2 separate regions of the Sus scrofa genome follow, and region 1 is linked to region 2. Evidence: chromatin contacts called from public HiChIP or PLAC-seq data. All regions are on one chromosome and are shown on one strand. Each heading gives the region's core, a stretch centred on a gene start, on an enhancer-like site or on the middle of the called end of the contact. The rest is flanking DNA. Distances are from core to core; before and after follow the strand shown. Region 1 holds the start of MDK (midkine (neurite growth-promoting factor 2)). Region 2 overlaps AMBRA1 (activating molecule in BECN1-regulated autophagy protein 1).

Region 1 (3,738 bases), core at 652-3,151, 170 kb after region 2:
GGTGGGGGTGGGAGCATGAAAGGGAGGAAGCGGGGCATGATTGATAAAGCTAACGAGTAGGCAAAAGGCACTGGTGGGTTATTTCTTGGGCCTGTGGAAGGAGGGCGTGGGCCAGGCCCCCGAGTAAAGCCAGGGGCTCCTTGGCATCCAGGCCTGGCTGCTAATCTTTTCCCTTCCCTTTCTTGGCTGTAAAACAAGAAAAAACACAACAAGACAAAAAAACAAAAAGCAAACAAAAAAACACCGCATTAGTGGGGTTTGGGCGACCCAGTGGAGAGGCCCCCCCCACCTCCACCCCTGACACACACAGATCTGAGAGAAGAAAATTCTGCCCCCTGGTGGTTCTCTATCAGCTGGTCTGGAAACTGGCAAGATAGGGCAGCCATTATGATGCTGGACAGTCCTCAGTCCCCCAACTTTGACTTTCACTTGGGATCAGAAAAACTTAAAAGTTCCCGGTCCCTGTCCTGGTCCTAGCAGCCCTGGACAATAGCCTTGCCCCCTCACCTGAGAAGTGGGCAGATCCACCTCTACCCTGTTGGCCTCCAGGGCTGCTGTGAGTCAGAAATGAAGCTAAGGGAGGGAGGAAATATGGACTGTGAAGTCCTTCCAACATAGCAACTGCCCCCTCCTGCTGGAGACACGGCAAAGCTAAGCCCTTCCAGGTCCACTTCCCTGAATCCGAGGCCAAACGCTCCAACAGAACAGCTCTGTCCTTCCTGGAGCCAAGACTTCAATCTCCTGAGCACCTTCTGCAAGGCCCTCAGGACCACTTATCTGCGGTCTCTGTCTACAGGGAGCCCCAGGGCAAACACATCAAGACGTCGCTGGTCAGAATGCAGAACGTCAGGCTTCATCATTCCCTTTACAGGTGGGGCAACTCCCTGCGACGACTGCACCCCCTTCACTAACCTTTGGCCTTGGCTTTGGTCTTGGGGGTGCAGGGCTTGGTCACACGGATGGTCTCCTGGCACTGAGCATTGTACCGAGCCTTCTTCAGGGTGCCTTGGCGGGCTTTGGTGCCTGTGCCCCCATCACATGCCCCCCAGCTCTCAAACTTGTACTTGCAGTCAGCTGGCGGGAGAGTGCGGGGGGCGGGGGTCAGAGCTGGGCCGCCAGCCGCCCTCGCCACCGGTTTGCCCAGGCAACCCCCACCCCTGCCTACCCTCCGCCTGCGCCCCACCTCACCTCCAAACTCCTTCTTCCAGTTACAGGGCACTCGGCACCGGACGCGCTGCGTCTGGGCCCCGCAGGTGCCCTCGCGGAAACCCACTCCGCAGTCCTTGCTGCTGGGGGTGCAGGGCCCCCAGGTCCACTCGGCACACTCGCTCCCCGGGCCGCCCTTCTTCACTTTGTCTACAACGCACGGGGAACAGAACTCAGGACCCGGGCCAGGAGAGACTCTCGCAGAGACCCCCTCCTGGGGTCGCGGCCGCACCTCGACCCTCCTTCAATCCCTCAACCCCTGTATCACCTTTCTTTTTGGCCACCGCGTCGGTGAGCGCTAGCAGGGCGAAGAGGGCGAGGAGGAGGAAGCCTCGGCGCTGCATCCTGGGGGGAGAGCACGGGTCAGGGTCCCCGTCCGGGGCTGCAGGCGTGGACCTCCCACCTCCTTTCCCCAGTTTCCAGGCCCAAGGGGTCGGGCTGGTACGGCGGCGGCGGCGGACTCAGGGGCGCTGGCCCCTAGCCGCCCGCCGGGGCGCACGGAGGGAGGCGTCTCCCCCGGGGGCCGTCTGCAGCCCGGGACGCAGCTCAGACCCCCACCCCGCGTCCAGCCCTCAGGTCGGCTGCGGCCGAGGGGCCGAGGCCGCCGTGCGCCCTCCGGGGCCCCGCGCACTCACTCGCTCTCTGCCGGCGCTGCTTCGCTCCCTCCCGCGCCGGGCCCGTCCCGCTCCGGCCGCCGCGGCCCCTTTTGTCTCCAGAACCGGTCTGAGCCGGTCACATGGGCCCCCGCCCCCTCCCCCCCCCACCGAGGAAGGTCCCGCCCCCTCCCCTCAAACCCGCGCCGCCCCCGACCCCGCGGTCCCCGCCTTCGCTCCCGCCCCGCGCCCCCAGCCTCTACCCCAGCTTCCCGCCAGTCGGCCCCACACCCTCCATCCCCAGACGCCCAGCTCTCCCGGCCCCGGGCTTCCGTCCGGTCCTGGCACGCCCTGTCCCTGGCCCCCAACCACGGGCTCCGTGGGTCCTGGGCTCCTGCTTGCCGTCCCCTCTCCCCGCTGGCCGCCAGCTTCCCTCCACGGCCACGAAGCCTTAGGTGGCCACCTGGAGGGAGCACGGAGCCCCGGGTGTGTCACAGGTCTCGGCGCGGGGCCCGCTGGGAGCCTGTGTGCGGCTCCGGCCCCCGAGGCCCGGGTGCAGCATTTAACCCCGTCGAGGCCCTGCTCCATCTCCCAGGGCCCCTTAGACGCTGGGGAAGAAGTGCCAGCCCGCGCCTCGAATGCTTCACTAAGGGTGCGGGGAGATGCTCTGCTCGATGTCGGGGGCGCTGGGCCCGGGAACCCCGGGGAAGCGCACGGGTCGCGGGTGCCGAGGCCCTCCGCCTTTCTCCAAGCGCAGGTTGGAGGGGTCGGGGGCTGGGGAGTTGAGGGAGGAGGAGCGCGCAGACCTGGATTTGGAGCTGACAAGAGCCGTCTGAGAAAAGTTCCAGACCCGGCCCGGCAGCAGCTGCAAATGCCCAGCCCTTCTGACCCAGGGGCCTCGGGGACCACCTCATCCGATCCCCTAAACAGCGAACGCAGCTTAGGTCGGGGGGTTGGGGGGGGCTTGCCCAAGGCCACTGGGCCGAGGGGCCCCAGAAGCCAGGCCTCGCCCCGCTCTACCTCTTTCACTTTCATTGTTACCGTCCCAGCGGGAAGCGGGAAGCAGGAGGAAATCGGCTCCTCCCCCAGCCGCGACGAGCGCGGCAGCCAGGCCGAGGTCAGGTCCCGGGCAGCCCCTAGGACCCCACACCAAAGGGGCACCGGGACCCCCTGAAGCGAGTCTGGGTCTGGGTCTGCGGTGTTCGGGTCCCCAGCCTGAGGGGAACCCGGCACACCCCCCTGCTTCTGGAGGAAGATCTCCCCCGCAAAAAAAAAGAAAAGCAGAAAGGAAAAAAAATCCATTTTACTGAGTCACACCCAGCTGTAAACATGTCACCGTGAGAGCCCCACCCCACCCCCGGGCCACACAGTCGGAGGTGAAATGACCGGGTAGAGAGGAGGGTCACGGGGTAGGTGCTAAGCAGGGCAGGCAGCCGCAGGCAGATGCAGCAGGCTCCTTGTTTCCAGGAGGAGGCCGGCGGGAGGGTTGGGATCAGGGCAGGAGACCAGGCCCAAGCTCCCAGGAGCCTGAGTGGGGGTCCCAGAGGCCTGGGAATCTTCAGAAGCCTTTTCCTGAAGGCCCCCTGATAGGGCCTCGAGCCCCTCTGCCCTCTTTCTCCCCCTAAACGCCAGGGCAGCCCCTGCAGTGAGGGTGAGGGCTGCCCCCGTCCCCCCAAAGGCCTGCCCAGCCCAGCCCAGCCCAGTCTCCTGTTTCCCCGTTGAACCTCTGAGTTATGCTGGAGCCTCAGCGCAATGGGTGAGACCGCCCCCCCACCCCAGCTTCTCAGAGTCCAGCCCTGATCTGGGCAGCTCCTCAGGGGGGCAGCACGGGGCTCGGCCCTGGGGCCTGGGTCCCTCGGGCCTGGGTCCCTCTGCGACTTCCGACTGGAATGTGGCAGTGAGGTGGGTGAGGAGGGGCTCATCCTTCTGCCGCCCGACC
Region 2 (3,385 bases), core at 768-3,267:
GCAACGCCGGATCGTTAACCCACTGAGCAAGGGCAGGGACCGAACCCGCAACCTCATGGTTCCTAGTCGGATTCGTTAACCACTGCGCCACGACGGGAACTCCCGGTGGTTACATTTTGGACCCAGATCCTATAAGGTGTCATTTGAAGTGTCCTGAAATGCTCTGTAGAAAGTCCTCTTAATGAAAACAAAGCTGCCAGTTGTAGAAAACCCTGTGTATTTCCACCCACATGGAGTTTCTGAAGAGTAGGAGGCCACTTTTAGGCCTCTAATTAAAGGCCTGACATTTTGTTGTTAATTTTCCAGTTGTTGGAAGAACTCTACTTATGCAAGTGATCCTAGTTTTAGTATTTGAAGGATTTTTTGTTTCTTTTAAAAAGTTAACTTTGGATTGGATCCGGTATATGTAATTTTGGAATGTATATTGGTATTACATGGCTGATTTGACTCTTAGACTTTGCCTACATGGGCATAGTGAAGTGGAGAGAGATGCAGTTACTCAAATAAATGAGGTTATTGGACTCCATTTTCATAGTCCCTTCCAGGTCGAATAACTTTCTGATTCACTTCCCTGGAATGCTGTTGGTAGAGAGGATTTGGTGTCTGAATTATTAGCCAGGTTTTGTAGATAAAGTTCTAAGTTGTTGGTTCTGTTTTTTGATTCACTTTTTATGTAGAAGTAGCCCAAACTTATTTAATTACTTTGGTTATACAGATGAGTACTTTTCCTGAGTACTTTTTACTTGTTTGGTAACAGCCTTTGAGATGTTTCTTAGAAATCTGCTACTCTTGAGAATTGTGGCATTTCGGGTCTCAGGGGTTTTAGTTGGCTCTGTTGTTTGTTGAAGGAAACCATAGTTAACCCTGAAGAGGATTCAAAAATAATGACAACAATAGCAGCAACGGTGTTAATGCTTCACCACTCTTTTCTTTTTTTCTTGGCTGTGCCTGAGGAATGTGGAAGTTCCCAGGGCCAGGGATTGAACCTGTGCCACAGCAGCAACTCAAGCCTCTGCAGTGATGCCAGATCCCTAACCCGCTGTGCCATAGGAGCACTCCTCCACCACTCTTTTTTGATTTCAGTAACCTCACAACAACATGATGAAGCAGATACTGTGATTGCTGTTTACAAAGGAGGCAGCTAAATCTCAGAGAGGTTAAGTAACTTGCCCTAAATCATATTGCTAGACAGTGGAGTGAATAGCATAAGATGATCAAATTGCAAGGGGAACCTATACATCTATAACTTGTGTTTCTACTGGGTTGTGTATAATCTCTAGGTGATTTTTTTTTTTTTTAGTGGTTTTTAAATTATATTCTAGGATTAAGCAGAGAAAACCTTTCAAGGTGATTCTCTTCTCATTGTTACGGAGGGAGAGGTGGTTGGAAATGGGGTGGAATCTTAGCATTTGTGTAATGTACATATCCCAGGCACATCCTTTTGGTTGTACTTATTTAAGACTTTAGGTGATTGAGAATTGATTCTGGGGACTGTGTAATGGTATCACAAAGACTATTCTTGGCACCCTTTGTCCCAGTCTGGTTCAGGGACAGATTAGGAAACTTATTTCTTCCTCCTTTTTAAAAAGAAGAATGAAAAACATGTTTGACTGGCACTTCCTCCTCAGCAAGAGGCCTGCCTGACTACAGTTTGATTTAGTTCCTTTTGTTCTTTGTAGAGAACAAATAAAATTTCTACTCAGGTGGCTGTAAGGAGTACATCAGGAGAAAGTTCCTTATCTTTTTAAAGAAGCAGAGCAAATATTTTTCTTCAGACAAAAGAGAGACTGTGCAGTTGTTTTAGTCCTATTGACTTCTTGCCATCATCAGACTTTGTCTTGTTGGAATTTTTAGTGTGTTTAGGTCCTTGGGAATTGGTAGACAAGCTCTTCGGTAGTCCTGAGCTTTAGTTTTTTCTTGATAACTGCTATTTGCAGCAGCTCTTTCCTTGTCCTTGTGATTCCTGTAAGAACTTCAGATTGCATCACAGTTTTCTGAATCATACGATGTTTGTGACCTATATTTTCTTCTTCCTCTTGAGTAACATGAGGTCAGAAGGTCAGATTTTTTTAGGAATTGGATTGCTGCTGTTTTCAGCACATGTTATAAGATTATAAATGATTTATATGCATTTCTTTGAAAGTACTTTTACTGTTACACTGTGGGACAAAAGACCCTCAAAACTCATTTCTGCTGAACTTCTCTCTAAATTAGGTAAAAGAATGATTGGCTCCCAGAAAATTACAGACTCAGTTAAGGGTTAAGGTGAACAGATGGGAACTATATTTCTGCCACCTTCCGGGTTCGTAATTATTCAGCTGTGTGGCAGTTTTGTTTCCAGACTTTTGATCTTAAACCATGAGTTGTCAGGGTCATCAAGGAGATTATTTCCTTCCAGTTAGTTCATCCTTAGTTTATTCAGGAGGTTGGCCTTCGGTGTGTTGACATATTCAGTGTGTAGATATTTATATCGTATGCTACTGGGGGTGAAAACTGTATTATGAGTATACAGGCTTGAGTTTGCAGTCACCCATTAGGGAACTTGGTGCTGTATGTGACTGGCAACTTGGAGTTATGTCTTTCTATAGAATCTTTCTGACTTTTTATGTTTTAATATTCCAGGGAAAAAAGCTCTTAGCACAGGTGATAAATATATTTTTCCTTCTGTATTTGGATGCATCTAGTTGTGTACTTTTTAGATTGTAGCCTTTCATGAACTGTAAAGAGCTGATTATTGTTTGATTTTTTATAAGTATTTATTACTTTTTAAATTTAACAACTGAAGAGAACACTGCCTTTCCTGATGATTAAGTCATCTATGATCCTACCACCCAAAGGTAACCATGGTTTAATACTTTTTCTATTTCTTTTGTATTATTAGTCTCAAAGATTTTTCTTATATCACATTGTGTATATAATTTTGTATTTTGCTTTTTTTCACTTAATGTGTTTTTTCCATATCATTAAATATTTAAAATTAAATTTTGAATAGATAATTTTAAAAATAAAAATGGGAGTTCCCAGCATGGCTCAGTGGAAACGAATCCAGTTAGCATCCATGAAGACACGGGTTTGATCTCTTGCCTTTCTCAGTGGGTTAAGGATCCGGCGTTGCTGTGAGCTGTGGTGTAGGTTGCAGACTCAGCTTGGATCCCACGTTGTTGTGGCTGTGGCGTAGCTCTGATTCTACCCCTAGCCTGGGAACCTCCATATGTCATGGGGTGCGGTGCTGAAAAGACAAACAAATAAATAAATAAATAGTAAAAATAACATAAAACAAAAACATTGAGAAGTCTAGCTTTTGGAATTCCCATTGTGGCTCAGTGGATTAAGAACCTGACTAGTATTCATGAGAATGTGGGTTCGATCCTTGGCCTTGCTCAGT

The links. HiChIP or PLAC-seq counts read pairs in DNA pulled down with a chosen protein or histone mark.
Region 1: an H3K27ac HiChIP or PLAC-seq map of alveolar macrophages shows a contact between it and region 2. The contact joins the promoter of MDK here to the enhancer-like site in region 2. A contact is called at or near these places in 3 of 5 promoter capture datasets (fetal liver, fetal skeletal muscle and liver), 14 of 47 Hi-C or Micro-C datasets (alveolar macrophages, blood, embryonic fibroblasts and 9 more) and 2 of 2 datasets of contacts at active chromatin or transcription factors (alveolar macrophages and skeletal muscle).

Annotation. Positions count from the first base shown.
Region 1 is chr2:16,130,962-16,134,699 of Sscrofa11.1, forward strand. It overlaps MDK (midkine (neurite growth-promoting factor 2)), which reads right to left and starts at 1,902. Exons shown (of 5, transcript NM_001195352.1): 1 at 1,842-1,902; 2 at 1,475-1,551; 3 at 1,189-1,356; 4 at 913-1,074; 5 at 1-186. The coding sequence starts at 1,550. The coding sequence ends at 161. DGKZ (diacylglycerol kinase zeta) reads right to left here. Exons shown (of 31, transcript XM_021085253.1): 31 at 3,085-3,738. It overlaps CHRM4 (muscarinic acetylcholine receptor M4), which reads left to right. Exons shown (of 2, transcript XM_003122828.5): 2 at 1-119.
Region 2 is chr2:15,960,829-15,964,213 of Sscrofa11.1, forward strand. The region is part of intron 1 of AMBRA1 (activating molecule in BECN1-regulated autophagy protein 1); the gene reads left to right. Among named protein-coding and RNA genes, the nearest start is that of AMBRA1, 27 kb to the left of the region's middle. Within about 2 kb of position 2,018, at least 31 of the 83 cell types and tissues checked have an H3K27ac peak or open chromatin away from gene starts, as enhancers often do. A contact at or near this core is called in alveolar macrophages, mesenteric adipose tissue, omental adipose tissue and 3 more, where this site is marked.